Linked DNA regions of Arachis hypogaea: region 2 is linked to region 1. A link is a contact called in public Hi-C data. All regions are on one chromosome and are shown on one strand. The core of a region is the stretch at or near the end of the contact, and the rest is flanking DNA. Distances in the headings are between cores, read along the strand shown.

What was found. Hi-C and Micro-C count contacts between places; a contact is called where the count stands out from the background.
Region 2: a Hi-C map of leaf shows a contact between it and region 1, with 4 times the contacts expected there. The contact joins the promoter of LOC112716047 here to the enhancer-like site in region 1. A contact is called at or near these places in 3 of 8 Hi-C or Micro-C datasets (all in leaf).

Annotation. Positions count from the first base shown.
Region 1 is chr10:96,935,929-96,938,773 of arahy.Tifrunner.gnm2.J5K5, reverse strand. No RefSeq gene overlaps it. Among protein-coding and RNA genes, the nearest start is that of LOC112716044, 10 kb to the right of the region's middle. Within about 2 kb of position 1,508, at least 2 of the 3 cell types and tissues checked have open chromatin away from gene starts, as enhancers often do.
Region 2 is chr10:96,974,823-96,977,667 of arahy.Tifrunner.gnm2.J5K5, reverse strand. LOC112716047 reads right to left here and starts at 1,453. Exons shown (of 11, transcript XM_025767886.2): 1 at 1,177-1,453; 2 at 148-339. The coding sequence starts at 328.

The DNA.
Region 1 (2,845 bases), core at 259-2,758:
GTTTTTTACTATGATGCTATGTCAATTTAAGTGGCTAATTCACACAACTACTTGAATATAATTTTCTTTTTTTGCATCTTGCCATAAGATTTCATTGTATTTTTATCTTCTCATAATAACCTATCTTTATATAATGTTATATGATTCTTTTTTAATCTTAACTTTTTGTATTCTCTTGTACATTATTTTTATATAGGTTATACTATTACTTTCAATGTTAATGTTAATTTTTTTAAATAGTTATAAATTTGATTAAAATCTAATTCCTTTTCTTCTCTTTTCATACTATCATTCATTTTTATATTTACTGTATAAATCAATATACACTTAACACATTTTCTTTATTTTCTCTCACATAATCTCATATTACTTTCTCTTTCTTTTTCTCCCTCTTCATTCTTACTAATTTTTTGCACAACTGAAATTTGATGGATGACCATAATTTTTATTTTTATTTTTTTAATTTATTAAAAGTATGTATTAGGTAATTGTGTAATTGTATTCATTAATTTTTTTTATTTCTTTGAGTAATTGTATTCATAAGTTATATAGTATTTTTGTCGCTTATATATCACTTCTTTTTTTTAACAATTTATATTTTTTAATATCATTTAGTTATAATAATATTGTTAAAAATACATGCTGTCATGATTCATGAAAAATAAAATTAAAAAATTAAATGTCATTTTTAATTATCAAAATATTAATAATATTCATACTTGTATTTTATCTAATAGTTTTATCATTATACCATAGTATTTAAGTATAACTTAAAAAAGATAAAATAAAATAAACAAAATAACTATTTAAAAATAAAAATAAAAAATAATTATATGAAATTAGGTGAATAAAATTCAATGGAATGTTTTTATTACTTATAGTCTAATTTATGAATAATTTTATTTTTTATAATTATTACATTTTGAATTGATTTTTTATTTCAAATTGTCATTTATCACCAACCATTATAAAATTTAAATTAATTTTGATATGCTACTAAACAAAATTTTAAACTTTTTTATCAATTAAATTTAATTCATATTATTATTCAATTAAATTAAAAAGTAACAGTTAAGGATAATTATTATATATATCACTAAGTAATATATATAGTATTTATGTATACTATATAATATAATTAATATATTCTAGAGATATATATTCCTTTTCATCTAACAGTTGTAAATACTGAATAAATGATGGTTTACATAAAATAGAATAGTGATTACTATGTTTGTAACCATACCTGATTGTGCAAGCTAATAAGGCACTAATTAATTCAATACTACAGCCAAAATGCAGGTCTATTCTAATAGCATTATTTTTGCCTTTTGAATTTGAGGAAGTAATTAAACTTAACATACACTGTTGAGGAGCGCAGCCCCTACTAGGCTACTACAGTCCTATAATAATGGTTTAATTTGGACAAGAGAGTCCTCTTACTCCAGTAAAGTATTCCTCTGCAAATTGCACTTTGCTGACCTACACAAACGTGATGTGCATTGTGCAGTACACATTATTCCAAACAGTAAGAGACATGCAAAGCAGCACATGCCATGGACATGGTGTTAGTCTCGCAATGACATTTACATAAGTGATAAGTGAGCCAGTGAGGGCCACCCTTATGGATATCATCACATTACCATTACCCCCACAAAAGTAAGGTTTTCAATCCTTTCCGGTTATTCCAGGTCCCAACTAGCAAATTGTTTTTATTAGGATAATCATTCACACAATGGCAAATGGTAGAGAAATACTTAAAAAAATCATACATGTAGTTAAAAAATATTTAAAAAGACCATACATTAGGTTGTTAAAAGAGATCCAGTGTCAACAATTTTATTGTAGACATAATACATGATAAGGTGCAATGATATTGTTAGATTCATATAGCCGACCTTACTTAATAGGATAAGACTTTGTTGTTATTATTATAACCTTTAGACATGTATACTTATTATGTTTGATTTATTGGACTATACACTAGATCAAGAAAACATGAGTTTGTTTTATAAAGTTAACTAAAAATTTATCAGTTTTGATGAAATTTAGATAAAATAAATTTTAATATAAAGTATGTTATATAACAGTTTTTTTTTTCAAGTTTGTTTTAATAAAGGAGGCACGAGTTAAATGGATAATAAGAACCTTTTTTGGTTTTTCCATGCCACAGTATTTTCTAACTGGGCAGACTAAAAAGACTAATCCATTCCAAATCGAAACTTTAATGGTGTGTTTGTTTGAGGTGAAAATAGGAGGAAAGAAAAGGAAGGGAAAGAAATTGGAAGGAAAATAGTTATTTTCCTTTGTTTGGTTGAGGAGAGAAATGGGAGAGGAAAAAAAATGAATGGAAAAATATTGGTGGGACCCACCAATTTTCTTTCTCTCCAACAATGGAGAGAAAATGGAATCTCTCTCTATTTCCAATATTACCCCTTTACTTTTTTCAATATATTTTATAATATAAGGGTAAAATTGTCTTTTTATACCATTTCTTTCCTTCTTATTTTCCTTTCATCCAAACACATCTAAAGAAAATAAAAATCCACTCAATTTCTTTCCTTTTCTTTCTTTCCTTTCTATTTCTTTCTTCTGTATTTCTTTCCTTCTAACCAAACATAGCCTAAGAATTTGTGCTAACCAATGAATTGTTGTGTGGACAAAGTAAAATTCAAACTCCCAACACTTTAAGTGGACCAGTAAACTAACTATTAGACCAATCCAAATTAGTTAAAATGGTAACAAGAACTTAAATCTCCCATATTAGAACCTAAGAATCAATTTTGACATTAGAAATATGTTGAATATCAGGGCGTCTCACATCTCTTTCTATTACCAGCTCATG
Region 2 (2,845 bases), core at 204-2,703, 39 kb before region 1:
AGGCCAGACTCTGACGAGAATATGGATCTCTTAGTTTATTTTAATATTTTTTTCATTAAATGCATGAAATTGAAAAAAAAAAAAAACCCTTAACAAAATTGAAACCAAATTCAATAAACCAAAGATGAAATTGAGGCAAACTCTCACCTTTGGATAGCCCAGTAACGCATATAACAAGACCAGCAAAAGGAGCATTTGATCGAATATGTGGGGAGGACGAAACAGAAGACATTGGCTCCAATGGCTGCAAAGCTCTGAACGAAGATGAAAACAGCCTTGAGCATCCCTTGCCACTCACAACATCAACTCTACCATTACCACTACCCATAATAACAGCTACTGCTAAAATGATCAAGAAGATTTTCACTATGCAGAAATTTCAAAACCAAAGTATATTCCAATTACTGGGCAATTGAGAATCTGGAGAGGCATGTACATACTACATAACTTGAAATTCAGAAAGGAAAAAAATCCCCATTAGCCAATAAGAAAAGAAAAAAGATAATGAAAGAATTGAAAATTAGAGGTGGACTAATTTTAGTGCAAACCCATATCACGTTAAAGTGATCAAACAAGCCCAAAATTGAAAATTTCAACAAGTTAAAGAAAGTTCTGAGTTCTGAGCAACAAAGAGGGAAACAAAAGGAATCTGAGGTTACGGAGTTGGAGACAAAGAAGGAATTTTTAAGAAGGAAATGATGTGTTTGTTGTCTTGTTTTGCAGAGTGCAAGGACAAGAAGAAAAGGGGAATTTTTTTGAATGCGGTGCTCTCTCTCTCTCTCTGACGAAGTGAAAGTAATGTCTCGGTCAGAGTTTTATTTCTTTCTCCTTTTCTTTTTCTTCCTGCGAATGTACGCAAAAGAAAGAGATTTCTTCCATTTTTAAAAATCTCTGCTTTTGTAAAATGCATTTGCATCATGTGAAGAGAGAGAGTGTGTGTGAGTGTGTGGGGCTTTGTTGTAGCAACACAAAAAGCGGGTCAAAGTGGTGCTCAACCAAATTGAAATGGAACAAGGTAACACAATCACAATTAACCCAAAGCAAGGTTTGCTATGAAGAAAAAGGTTTGGAAACTTGAAGCAGAACCCTTTTCTTAAAGTGAGCGCAAAGGTGCTATTGTCATTAGTGTAGTGCACTTTACTGCAGAATGAATATGATAATTGGAAGAAGAGTTACCTTCGTGTGGTGTTGCTCGGGATCATGGTCACCGGAGAGACTCTTATTTGATTTACTGTTTCAGAACAGAAAATTGAGAAGAAGGGTCAAGCTTAATCACAATGATTCTTGTGTCAGACATTTTATCGAACACCTTAGCTACTATGAATAAAAATTGTCTGGTACGCAGCAACTCAGTGTGCACTGTGCACAGAGCGAAGCCCGTATAGAATTTGAGTTGGCCAAATCTTAATTCTTATGCAGTGTGAAATTATTATGGGGGGAATTTAACATTCTACCAAACTCACTGGCATGTTTAAATAATAGTTGGAGCGCCTCCTTGTTTATTTTGACTTTATTAGCGGCTATTGATTTTTTTATGCACTTAAGTGTTTTCTAATTACTTTTCTTTATTTGTATAAATAAAGCCACCTAAGATTATTGTTCTTACAGAACCTTTTCCTTTTTCATAGACAATTTTATCTTTTGTACAAATAGAATTTGTGAACTATGCTTATTATTATCACTGCTGTTAGAATTTCTTTGCGGTAGTTTGAAGGCATTGATTACTGATCACTGAATTGACACAATTTGTAGAAAATGCCAACTTTTTCCCCCTCAAATACAAAGCTATGATGAGTAGGTTACATATAATTTACAATAAAATTTTCTTGCACATATTATTCATATTCTATATTGTCATAAATTATACTAGATAGATAATGAGGGATACAAATAATGTGAGACTACATTTTTATCCACTAAAACAAAAAATATTTTACTCTATTTATTCACCACAATTTTAATCTCTCACCTTCTATCTTTTTTTCTTTTTCTACAACCGCTTCACTCCTCCTTTTCTGTTGTGCCGTCATCAACGCACTTCACTCTCGCTATCATCGTCTAAAGAAGCAATATGTCGTACTGCCGCTGCACCTTCTTCTCTCATGCGTCGCGCCGTCTTTGTGCTCCCTGCAACCGACGTTGCCACTGCACCTTCTTCTTCCTTGCATCACGTCTCCTGCTCTCGACGTCGTCGCTGCACCTTCTTCTCCCATGTGTCGCACCGTCCCTGTTTTTCTGCAAGCAATGCTGCCACTGTGCGCCTTCTTCTTCCCTCCATGACGTCACACCATTGCCAAGCCAGAAACCTTGTTCCGTCGCTGCTCCAATGCTGCACATCTTCCCTTGCTTCCACGCCGCTGCGTTGTGTCTTCGCCATTTCCATCGCGTGTCGCTTTACTTCGTTTACCCAATATGACCCAAATAAACATCCACATTTTAGTGAAAAGAATTATCTATATACATAGTAAAATGAACATGTTGCGAAGTATGTGCATGTAGAATCAAAGAAATCAAGTAAAATACCAATGATATAACCCACTTTAAAATGAAAAGAACTATCCGCATACATGGTAAAATGAACATCCGACTTAGTTGATAACAAACAAGTAACGAAATAGCAGCTGCGAGGCACCGAGGTCGCGATACAGCAGCGACGGTAGTAGCACAGGATTGTGAGAGAGCAATTGCAATAAAAATAAAAAAAATTCAAAATTATGATTAAATCTAATTCATTCAAAATTTGAATTTTAAACATTAAAATTAACTTTTCTTTTTTAACCTATTATTTATATTGTTCAGAAAAAATATTATTCCCCTATACTTTTTCTATTAGCATATAAACTAG